Regions from separate parts of the Mus musculus genome. Here all the other regions are linked to region 1. The links are chromatin contacts, called in public Hi-C, HiCAR-type and promoter capture Hi-C maps. All regions are on one chromosome and are shown on one strand. The core of a region is the stretch at or near the end of the contact, and the rest is flanking DNA. Distances in the headings are between cores, read along the strand shown. Region 1 holds the start of Noc3l (NOC3 like DNA replication regulator). Region 2 holds the start of Tctn3 (tectonic family member 3). Region 3 holds the start of Pdlim1 (PDZ and LIM domain 1 (elfin)). Region 4 overlaps Pdlim1 (PDZ and LIM domain 1 (elfin)).

Region 1 (2,793 bases), core at 185-2,684:
AAGGAATTCAGCCACAGGCTTGGTAAGAAAGAGCACAGGCTGATGTTTCCAATTAGTGTGATGAAGTAATCTAACAGTGAGACAGGCTCTGCTGTTTCCAAGACAGGGTGTGGAAGGAGAGAGAACAGGGAGAAAGTTAGAAGGGAGGTGGAAAGACGATGCCAGATAGAAGGCATTTTTCTCTGAGGTGAAAAGCAGAAAGGACTAGTCTTTGTAAGATTACCACTGTTCATGATCTCAGTGGCCCCTGGGTTTCTTCTGGCTTATCTCACCAGCTCAGAACTGTGAGGCCAACAATGTCAGGGCTGTGCTCAAGAACGATATACTTAACCCTGGGCATGGTGACTCTATAATTAGTACTTGGGAAACTGAGACAGGAGCATATTGAGTTGAGGGTCAGTCAAATAACAACGGCGTCTCTTTTTCTTTTTCTTTCTTCCTTTCTTTCTTTCTTTCTTTCTTTTTTTTTTTAAAAAACCTTTAATAGCCTCAAGTTCATCTTTGTGATTAACTTTTTATTTTTATTGTTTTTTATAATTTATTATTTTGTTTGTATATATGTGTGGGTGAGTGCCTGCCTGAGGAGGTCAGAAGAGGTCCTCAGAGATGGATGTGCTGGGAATAGAATCCGGGACTTTCTGGAGGAGCAGCAAGCACTCTTAAACACTGAACCACTTCTCCTGCCCAGTGTTTTATTCTGTTTTTTAATTTAGGAAAAGGTCTTTGGGAGACAAGTACTTAAAATACACATTCTTGCGATGCTTAAATCTTCCTGGAAGAGTTAACGATTCAGTCAGATAGTATCTTTACCAAAAAGGTAACAGAATCCTAATTCTGCAAGTCTCACCAATATAGTACTTTATCATATAATGGTTAAACCCAAAGAAAAAACGATTCCACAGTAAAACCATAGACTTTTTCTCTAGACAGGGACTACACTGGGTAGACTAGGCTCTGTAGACCGGGCCTCGAACTCACAGTGATCCACCTGCCTCTACCTCCCAGTGCTGGGATTAAAGACGTGCTCCACCACGCCTAAACTTAAGTGTGGACTTTCGGTTGGTGGAAGGTGGTGAGAGATCTTTCATCATTCGGTTCAAAGCCCCAGTGCCTGTGGAGGGATGGCTTCCAATAAAGAAGCTGCGGTTGCCCTCTAGAAGATCCAGAAGACGAAGTACCCGCAACAGGCGGAGCCACAAGACGCCGGCGATCAAAACCGCCAAGCCCTCGTCTTTTGTCTTCTCCAGGACTGAAAAGGAATCCGGGCGGGAACCTGCTTGAGTCCTTCAGCTGGGACGCCCACTCGCCCACTCTTCAGCCTCAGCGATTCTCACAAGGGTCAGTCCGTGAGAGACTGAGCCCGGGACCAGAGCCACCAGGGGGCGCACGCACCGCCGCCCGAAGAGGAAGTCCCGCCTCCCGTTTCCGGCGGCAGAAAGGGGGAGAGGCTGAAAGCGTCTTCCGGTTTGGGAAAGGTTGCGCTCAGTGCACGTGTGTCTTTTCCACCCGGCTCCTGCGTGTTCCTCTGTCCGAGTGATCTTGTCTGTGGTACTCCTCGCAGGCCTAAGGATGAAGGCGGTAAGTGCTGTCCGAACCCCGGCCCCCGGGAGTTGTGGCTGCTTGGGTTGACAGGGTCTCCCTCTGCCTGGCTTATCTTTCCCTTAGGTTTTGAGTCTGGTATAGGGGGCGGTGGCCTAACTTGGTGCTCCCTAGCCGATCTATGCTCCATCCACTTTGGGTCATTACTGGGGCTTTTGCTTCCTCGCCCACTACGCCCAAGCACGACCTCAGGCTGCAGATGCGAGGCCAGCACCGGGCCCTGCCACCGAATGGTGTCAGACTGAAGGGTTTTCCAAACTGTCTCTCGAATCTTATACACACGAGAAGCAAGTCTAAAGTTCCTTGAACCTGTTTTGTGAGACACTGAACCCGAAGAGAGCCTGTTTCCTCCTTAAAGTGTAAGGTGATAGGAAGGCTGGTGATTTTTCCCAGATGGAGAGGGAATTTAGAAGTAGCCTTGGGATTTGGATTACAAAGCACTTACCAGCGAGAGCGCTGGAATAACTTCTGTAACCTTCGCTTCTTTATGAATGACGTGAGGATTATTATTATTTAGGGTGTTGGGAAGTGTGAGTGCTTTGTAAATAATAAACCGACAAATGAATGTCAGTTGCTAAAGGCATCCATTATTTTGCTCTGAATGTGTTGCCGTACCAGTGTTAGACTAGCCTTGAATGACCGTTTGCCACAGAGAAGAGATTCATAATGTTTTGCTTTCAGATTGCACACGTGAGAGACTAGATTCAGATCACAGGGAAATCCCGTGTGGAGCAACTGATGCTCTAGTGCCATTCTGTAGGATTGCTTACTGCCGTGCATTGGTTTTTAGTTCTTACACAGGACCCGTGGTTGTGAGACAGTTTTGAAATTTGCTTTATTTAATCTATAAAGAGTTTTCCTTCACCTGATTTTAAAAATAATCAGAATTTCTTAGTTGTAGTGTCTCTTCTGTTGTTGTTTTCTAGAGAAGAAATAAAAAGCAGGTCCCAAGCTTTCGCAAGTTGATAAAAACTAGTAAAGTGAAACTTGAAAACAAATTGAAAAATAAGCAATTTAAACAACAAAGTACCATCAAGAAGTACCGAAAAGAGCAGAGGAAACTAAGGCAAGCTGTAAAAGATGCTGTGTCTAAAAAACCCATTCCGCTGGAGGACCCAAAGAGCAAACGGCCAGGTAACGAAAGTGTTCACTTACGCTGGAATGTTCTCCATGGAAGTGACTTGTTTTCTAGTG
Region 2 (2,793 bases), core at 201-2,700, 1.8 Mb before region 1:
ATTTTGATCATACACAATCCAACTGCACATTGCAATGGCTATTAGTTACCTGAGGTTATTTAACCTTGAGTCACAATTTTAAAATTAAATATTTAACAGCTCAGGCATTGCATGCCTATCATGTGTGCCATAGCCATGCCTGCCTGTGTCTCAGATTAGTGCAAATACAGAATGTTTGTGCTATTAGGCATGCAGAAGGGCCACGCCACTCCTGAGAAGAGCAAGCACATACTAGAGAGTGTTTCAGAACTTAATGATAAAACCGTAAAAGAGCAATCAGCTAGCTTGCTTCTTGGTTCCTTGGCTATTTCCATCTCTGTATCTTTACTTTCTCCTCAGAAAATGTTTCTAAATTGTAACTTTCTCTAAGTCCTCATACTCTTCTCCATCCTGTTTTCTTGTCCTGAACCTCTTCCCTTACTACCCTTTCCAGCAACAAATATACAGATCACATTTATTGATATAATGCACTAACTAACACTTTTTAAAAAATAAAATAAAATTTAACTTGATAGAGTGTTTGGCAGGAGTGCATGAAGGTGGCCTATATGACTAAAATTCCAGACCCAGGAGGTTCAGAAATTCAGCCATCTTTGACCACATCTTGAGTTTGAGGGTCAGCCTGGGCTACATGAAACTGTGACTAGGCGACAGGGAGCGGGGAATAAAGAAACTCGTGGAGTTGAAATAAGCATTGTTTTATTATGCTTTTTAAAAAATACCATAGTAATTAAAGTGGAGACATTTTTAAATTTTATTTTAGATTTTATGCAGAGGAGTGTTTTGCCTGCTTGAGTCTTTGCACCTGCGGGTGTCAGATGGCGCCCACTGAGGCCAGAAGATGGCACAGGCAATGGATCTCCTGGAACTGGAGCAGCGGATGGTTGTGAGACACCTTGTGGGTTCTGGGAAGCGAACCCCAGTTCTTTGAAAAAAACAAAAACAAAAACAAATATTCTTAGAAGCTGAGCCATCTCTCATGCCATCATTGGGACTTTGTTCATTTGTCTTTGTTTTAGGGATCAGAGTCTCACTCAGTAGCCAGTTTGGCCTAAACTTTGTGATCAGGTACTCAGTTTCCCGGCACACGTAAGGGATGTGACTTTCTATGTTTTTCTCCTTGAGTTCATGGTGTTTCCAGAGAAAGGGCCTCTTACCTTGGTAAGATCTCAGTTTGTGCCTCTTGGTCTTCCTCTCAGTGATGACTTCATCCAATTCTTCCAGGTCCGTAAAGCGCGCCAACCCTCTGCCAGCTGCCATCTAGCGGCGGGATCAGGCAAAGACGCCTTCGCCCCCGAGGCTCCCAGCGGTTGCCAGGTAACGGGAACCACGCGCCGCTAAGGAGGAGAGCAGCATGAAGGACGCTCAGGGTCGTAACAACACGGCCTTCCATTGGCTGAAGAGCACCCGGCTCCCGCCTGAGCCAATGCGCAGACGGAAGCTGATGACGAAGTACGCGACTCTTCTTCCCAGGGCTCCTGGGACGTATCTGGAGACCCAGGCTCCTGTCGCACCGCTCTGCGGCCAGGCTGCCTTATGTGCACCCTGCAGCTGCACCTGCTGCTGCTGGTGGTCCTGATGCTTTCTGAGACCGCCCGACCGCAGCCCTCCTCCACAGCCCGGGCTTTCCCCACCTCCTGGGGCCTGGAGCCAGTGACGCCCGAAGTGCCAACCTCAGCTCCTCCGGATTCGTCTGAGAGTCCGACTCCCTGGACTCTATCGATGCCCGTGAACGCGACCACCGACCCCTTTCCAGGTGATGCGGCGGGATACGGGATGGAAATACTGACTTCTCAGATCTAAAATTGTGTAGACAAAATTGCCCTGCCACGTAGCTGGCACTGGGGCTGTCCGCGCGGGAAAACTTTGGGGGAGCTTCATCTCGCTTTTCTTCTTGTACTTACAGCTTTACCGATCTGTGTCTGTGACTTGACTCCGGGTACCTGCGATTTAAACTGCTGCTGTGACAAGGACTGCGATCTTCTCCATCCCAGAACAGTCTTTTCCTTCTGTCTTCCTGGTAGTGTAAGGTGAGCTGCGGTGCTCCTCCGGTGGAGGAGTAAGAGTGAGTTTCCTACCCGCTGTCTCCCGGTCGGATGTCCCCTTGGGCTTTCCTGGGAATGCTGAGCCATCCAGTAAAACAAAACCTGAGTGTTGCACCTCTGCCCAGAGACCCCTCTTATTGGCATCAGACATTGGTGGGGTAAGGCCCCCTTCCCTAGATGTACTCCATGTCTCTCTCTTAAGTATCTTCACCTTTCCTCACAGATCTTCAAGTTGGGTATGTGTGGACAACTCTCTTATGTTCAGGAGCAACTCCCCGTTCCCTTCCAGAGTTTTCACGGACTCCAGTGGAACGACACAGTTTTGTGTCCGTGTGAACAACTGTGAGTAGAAACGAGTTTGACAGCTCTTATCATTGAATGTTTATTGAGATGTGACTTTGTCTTTGGGATTCCCAGCTCTCTTATTTCTTTTAGATTCCCTGTCGCTCACCCCTCTTACCACTACCCTCTTACTTTTAGTTAATAAGAACATTAGTAATTTCATGAGACTCTACCACCTTTAAACTACTGCTCAGCACCTTTAGCCTGGCAATCTGCATTGATTTCTTTCTTTGTGTCCTTCTTTCTCTTTCTTTGTCCGAAAACTTTTCTCTCATGATTTTATTCTGCCCTTTTGTTTTGGACGAATTCATGTCCTTTGTCCTCAAGCTGTGCCTTAAATTTTTCCTAACTTTTATCTGCTTTCCCCCTTGACTCAAGTGGCCCTCTTTTCTCCATTCATTGCGAA
Region 3 (2,793 bases), core at 161-2,660, 1.5 Mb before region 1:
TAGAAAACAGGAATGACCTTGATTTCTAAAAATGAGCAATTCATTGGCCGTCACAGGCCTTTGTGTTGGGTGAGGGACAAGATGATCCTTTCATATGTAAATCTGTGCAGAGACCCGCAAAAGATTGGCCAGGACCGCGGGGGGTCGCGAGGAGCTGCACTTTTCACAAATCCATTCAACCTGTGTCCAGCTTCCCGAATGAATGGGAACCAGGAAAACCACGAGGGGGTCAGTGGTCCTAAGGTTGGCTAATGTATTACATCCATCATGAGATTATTCTAGGCGGGGAACACCGCAGTGAGCTGTTTGCAAGATAAAAACCCGTCAGGTCTTGAAACTAGCGCTTAGGAATGTGGGTAGGACAAACTAATAAGTAAACTATAGACTACACAGGGATGGGCAGAGAATTAAGGCAGTGGAAGTTAAAGGGGGTCTAGAGGGGATGTTTAAATGGCTCTCAGAAATGGCCTTAACCAGAAGATGGTATCTGCAAGAAACCCTTGAGTTATCTGGGGGAAGGATACACGTGATGGCAAAGCTCTGAGTAGGAGGCCAGTGTGGTCAAAGTTGGAGACAGATTACAGCAGATTCAAGTCGTTCTTGGAGTGGCCTTAGAGGCATTTAAAGGGTTGGATTTTTACTCAGGGTGAAGAAGCATCAGTGGACAGCATGAGTTGTGGTTTAATCTGTTTTGAGAACTTATTTTGGGGGCAGCTCACAGAAGAAACTGATAGGGAGCTTTGAACCCTGGAATTTCCATTCACCGCTTTCCCGGCATTGGTCCACCCCGGACTTCATGATGGAATTGTTGGGAACGTCAGAATTCACCTACCTTCAATTTCAACTCCAGCCAGGAGGAAAGGTTTCTAGGAACTTCGTAGAGCCTAATTATAACCCCCTGACTACCCCCCCCCCCAACCGTTATAGTCCCATTAGCATTGGAAAGCTTCCAGGGTGGCCCAAGGAGCCTGGAAAATGATTCAGTAGCAACCCCGAGTTGTTGCGTAGCCTTAGGGGTGCTTTATAATCTCGGGCAGCCTCAATGACTTTATCTCTAAAATGGGACTAGAGATAAAGCGCCTAATTGCGTCAGGTGAGATCACTTGAAAGCGCCTCTTAAACGGCTCTGCGGTTTCCAAAAGTGTAAACCGCTCTGACCTCGCTCAATCCTTTTCGACTTTTTGCAAAGCACAACGCGTGGGTTTGTAAGGTCTGCTGTAGGTGGGGACAAGGCTTAGGTCTCACCTAGCTTTCATGCCGGGTTGGGAGCAGCAAGAAGGCTGTGGGTAGGGCGGGAGGAGGTGCGGGCGGAGGTTCGGGGCTGCTGGGCGGAGTTGAAGAGCCTAACTCCCGGATTAGAGTCTGGCGAGGTCCTGCGGGCCCGCTGGGAGTGGAGGCGCGGGCCGGGCGGGGCTGCAGCGACGCGGCCGGGGCGGATCTGTCCCCGCCCTCGCTCGCGACCCCGCCCGTCCCAGGATCTCCCAACTCCCGCCGCGCGCTCTTTCTCCGACAGCTGCTCCGGGAGCCCCGCGCGCCGTGCAGTTCTGTGCCTTGCCTGTCTGTCCCTTCCGATTGTGCCTAGCGATGACCACCCAGCAGATTGTTCTCCAGGGCCCGGGTCCCTGGGGTTTCCGCCTCGTGGGCGGCAAGGACTTCGAACAACCTCTCGCCATTTCCCGGGTAAGAGCGTCTTGGGACGCGCGTGGGAACGGGGTGGTTTCGTAGGGTGGCGGCGCGCTGCGTCCCTATGGAGGTCGGGGTGACTGGAGCTCCGAGGGGATCGCGGTGGGGCGCATCCAGGTGCGCCATTCGCCGAGCGCTCTGTGCCATCTGCCACCCCGTCCCAACCGCCGCGCTCCGGGGCAAGCGGGCTCGGTGCGCGCTGAGTCAAGGCCAAAGACAGTTTTCTTTCTGCGCCCCGGAAGCGTGGCGCGGCGCGGCAAGCAGACAAGCTTTGTGCCTGGGCGTGGAGACCTGGGGCTCCGCAGACCCTGTGCGCCAAGAGTTAACACTCCTTGCTCTTCACAGTGAAAGAGTTGGGGAGAGCTAATCGGAAGCAATAGAAAGTCCTGGAAGGTGAATGGAGTACAGAAAAGTTCCCTGGAAGGCGAATGGGATTCGTTCAGCTAACAACCGAAACAACAATTTTACACTCTTCGGATATGACCCGTGGCTGGCTCTCGGTTCTGTAAAGCCTTTCACAGGAAACACTGGAGTTGGGAAATAACCCCAGATAAACCTCCGTAGTCTCTCCCTGTCTAAGGTGGTTAGATCACCTTTCTGCCCTCCAGGTTATTCGCGATAAGGCCATTTCCTTTTGGGGAAGCGCACTAACGGTGTGTGGTGGTGATGATTGAAAACTTCTTGGTTGGGTCTTATCTGTGGGAGGGCGGGTGGCTCAATCGCAGACTGCTAGACCCGTGGCCCGTAATTGAAATGCAACCCCCTGTTAGACTCAGGCTCGGTATTTGGAAGTCCACACTTTGGCTATGTGATTTGGGCCAAACACAAGGAATATGTCCCACTGAGAGTCAATACTTTAGATTTTTAGTCCTTTCATATAGGTGTGTGTGTGTGTGTGTGCGTGTGTGCGCGCGCGCGCGCGCGCGCGTGACTCCGCTGGGCCCCGGGGGTGTTACTAAATATCTTTTAATTAAGGAGATAGAAAAACCTCAGGGATGCCTGACCTAGAGGGACCACATTCCATTCTTTTGTACACTTGTCTGCTGAAGCTAACCTTAAACTTGCTCCTCCAGTCTTGTAAATGTGTCTTTTTTTTTTTTTTTTTTTTTT
Region 4 (2,793 bases), core at 191-2,690, 1.4 Mb before region 1:
GGGGAACCACACTGTGACACGGCCGTTGGAGGGATTATGGGAAAAGTTTGTCTGCGTAGTGTAGTGCTCAGTGCAGCCAGGTGCACGTACAAGGCTTGGTTGAACAGTGTTGGGGATAAACCCCAGAAAATTTCATCAGAGCAGGTTGTCCTTATGAATTCAGGTCATCCTCTGCTTTTCTCTCGTGTTGTCTTGCTCTGGACCCATTGTAACATTTGTAGGCAAAGGAAGCCTTCATCTTGTTTTAACTGCCAAATACACATAAAAGAAAAAAGTCCCCTCCCCTACCACATACTAATCAAAATACTAAACATACAGAGCAAAGAAAGAAAAATTTCCCTTTTTTTTGATGGGCTTATAAACTCAGTACTCTATGTATGTTGTAGCACACCTCAGACCTCCTTTCCTTAAAATTTTAAATCACATTTGTTTATTTATATATTGAATGTGTGTGTGTGTATGTGTGTACGTGTGTGTGTGTGTGTGTGTGTACACGTGTGTGTATGTGTGTGTGTATGTGTTTCTGGGGTGCCCATGTGCACAGTGGGCATATGGAAGTCAGAGGACAATTTCTGGAATTTGGTTCTCCACCATGTGGGGGCCTGGGGATTATTCTCAGGCTTACCCTCTGAACCACCACATTGTTCCCCTTCCTGTCCCTTTAAAGCTATAATCATATCCCATTGTCTCTCTATATCACCTTAAGTTTGTCCATTCATCTGTCAGTAGAAGGATAGCTAGAAAGAGTGGAGGTATGTGTGGAACCATCGTACATGGAGGAAACAGTGCTGGCTGGAGGTGTCCTCAGATGAAGAACCTGGGGATATAGTGAGCAAATCCCTAGGTCCATGCCAGCTGCTGTCAGGGTTCCAGGATCCTCAGATGACCTGGAGTCAGGTTCTAGAGAACTGTCGTTGTTAGGACCTTGACCTTGATTCTGTGGGCATGGTGGAGCCACGGAAGACTATTGGTCAATGAAATGCATAGAAAAATAGCGGCATGTTAATTAGCCGATTTTCATTCCTCTTCAGAAACAGACAAAGGAAACTTGGGACGAAGGGTTTCCTGGAAGAGGAGATATTTGGGGGCTATTTCTAGGTGTTTGGAGACCAGTAATAAAGAAAGAGAATTGCAATTTCCAGGGTTGGCTTTCCAAGTGAGAGAAAACAACCCACAGCCAGCAGGTGGCAGTGTAGGCTTGAGAGTGAGGGCTGCCTCAGCACAGCTCTAGTGCTCCCAGTTTCAGCCTTTTAGTTCCAGAAAAGGATGTGGCTTCTAACAAGGAGGAATTTCATCTCTCCCTGCCTTCTCTCCTTCTACCATTCTGCACTTTCTCTTATTTCCTGGTGGTTTTCCAGTTGACTGATAGATCTATGAGAAGAGGATAGCTCATATTTGAGAGCCCACCCTTTGCTGAGTTGGTTCTCCCAGTAGTCGGTTTGCCTGCCCACACTGTCCACGTGTGCAGGACAGGCAGCCAAGCACCTTCAGCCATAAACTGAGGGAGCCTGTTTGCTATGCTTGAGACAGAACGCCTGGAGCAGCTGCTTGCTCTACCCCTTCTGAGATGCCTTCACGTAGGGCTGAGGTTGGGTGAGGTGTAGTATTTGCCTTTGATAAAAAGCTAAAGGGGATTGTGTGGTGGCACTTAGTTTCAATCCCAGCATGTGGGAGCCAGAGGCATTCAGATCTCTGTGAGTTCTACATAGTGAGTTCCATAGTGACAAGTAGAGACCGTTAAATAAATAAATAAATAAATAAATAAATAAATAAATCAGTCATTCAACCAACCAACCAACCAACCAACCAACCAACCAACCAACCAACCAAACACCACAGGGATCATTAATAAAAACCTCAATAATTGGCTGGGAGTTTAATTCAGCTCGGTAGGGTACTTTCCTAGCATGTGTGAGGCCTTCTGCTCAATTCCAAACATTTCAGTAATGGTGAGATGGCTCATTGGGCAAAGAGGCTTGCTGCCAAACCTGAGTTTGAACCCCAGAACCCACACAGCAGTAGAAGAAAACCAACTTCTGCAAGTTGTCCTTTGACTCTTCTTCCCTCAGTACAGTATGGCATGCACATACCTACCTGTGTGCGTGAGCATTCACACACACACAAACACACACACACACACACACACACACACACACACACACACTAAGTGAATGTAATTTTTTTGTAATTAAAAACCTTATGTGCATGGGTGTTTTGCCTGCATTTATTTCTATGCTTTGGTGTGTGCATGGTACCCGAGGATTCTAGAAGACGGTATCAGACCCCCCAGAACTGGAGCCACAGAGAGCTGTGAGTCACTGAGAGGACGCTAGGATTTGAATCTGGATTGTCCGGAAGAGCAACCAGTGCTTTTGAACACTGAACCATCAAAAACAAAAAATTTAAGCATAACACATTTTGATATAACATTTTAATAAATAGTCAACTTAATATAAAAAAAAAGCTGCAATTGCAGAAACTGGGAAAGTTGACTTCTTCCAATAGAAAGCAAGAAGGTCTCCTGGGCTGGGCGTGGTGGCGCACACCTTTAATCCCACCACTCGGGAGGCAGAGGCAGGAGGATTTCTGAGTTCGAGGCCAGCCTGGTCTACAGAGTGAGTTCCAGGACAGCCAGGGCTACACAGAGAAACCCTGTCTCAAAACCAACCCAAAAAGAAGGTCTCCTGGGCTTTGGGGTATGGACCCATCAAGGTAAGGGCTTAGCTGAGCCTTCCCCAAGTCCATTTATAGGTGGTCTCTGAATCTTGTCCCATCTCATGGGTTGTCAGATGG

Evidence for each region. Promoter capture Hi-C pulls out the DNA fragments that hold promoters and counts their contacts. Hi-C and Micro-C count contacts between places; a contact is called where the count stands out from the background. HiCAR-type assays count read pairs that join an accessible place to other places.
Region 2: a contact with region 1 is called in a HiCAR-type map of astrocytes, with 4 times the contacts expected there. The contact joins the promoter of Tctn3 here to the promoter of Noc3l in region 1. A contact is called at or near these places in 3 of 39 promoter capture datasets (embryonic stem cells, hippocampal neurons and stem cell-derived epiblast-like cells) and 1 of 115 datasets of contacts at active chromatin or transcription factors (astrocytes).
Region 3: a promoter capture Hi-C map of pre-B cells shows a contact between it and region 1. The contact joins the promoter of Pdlim1 here to the promoter of Noc3l in region 1. A contact is called at or near these places in 4 of 39 promoter capture datasets (the 3T3-L1 cell line, cranial neural crest, embryonic stem cells and 1 more), 6 of 115 datasets of contacts at active chromatin or transcription factors (embryonic stem cells, large pre-B cells, pro-B cells and 1 more) and 1 of 9 other capture datasets (embryonic stem cells).
Region 4: a contact with region 1 is called in a Hi-C map of cerebral cortex, with 2.1 times the contacts expected there. The contact joins the enhancer-like site here to the promoter of Noc3l in region 1. A contact is called at or near these places in 3 of 39 promoter capture datasets (the 3T3-L1 cell line, hippocampal neurons and pre-B cells), 4 of 484 Hi-C or Micro-C datasets (cerebral cortex, cortical neurons and gonadal supporting cells) and 2 of 115 datasets of contacts at active chromatin or transcription factors (astrocytes and stem cell-derived neural progenitor cells).

The regions. Positions count from the first base shown.
Region 1 is chr19:38,817,878-38,820,670 of GRCm38.p6, reverse strand. It overlaps Noc3l (NOC3 like DNA replication regulator), which reads left to right and starts at 1,434. Exons shown (of 21, transcript NM_021315.2): 1 at 1,434-1,578; 2 at 2,526-2,733. The coding sequence starts at 1,570.
Region 2 is chr19:40,610,888-40,613,680 of GRCm38.p6, reverse strand. Tctn3 (tectonic family member 3) reads left to right here and starts at 1,450. Exons shown (of 14, transcript NM_026260.3): 1 at 1,450-1,756; 2 at 1,907-2,030; 3 at 2,269-2,387. The coding sequence starts at 1,537. It also overlaps a transcript of Entpd1 not described here.
Region 3 is chr19:40,270,233-40,273,025 of GRCm38.p6, reverse strand. Pdlim1 (PDZ and LIM domain 1 (elfin)) reads left to right here and starts at 1,410. Exons shown (of 7, transcript NM_016861.4): 1 at 1,410-1,680. The coding sequence starts at 1,585. Gm41845 (a long non-coding RNA gene) reads right to left here and starts at 1,460. Exons shown (of 3, transcript XR_877853.2): 1 at 1,246-1,460.
Region 4 is chr19:40,224,013-40,226,805 of GRCm38.p6, reverse strand. The region is part of intron 5 of Pdlim1 (PDZ and LIM domain 1 (elfin)); the gene reads left to right. Among named protein-coding and RNA genes, the nearest start is that of Cyp2c70, 38 kb to the right of the region's middle. Within about 2 kb of position 1,440, at least 5 of the 459 cell types and tissues checked have an H3K27ac peak or open chromatin away from gene starts, as enhancers often do. A contact at or near this core is called in cerebral cortex, where this site is marked.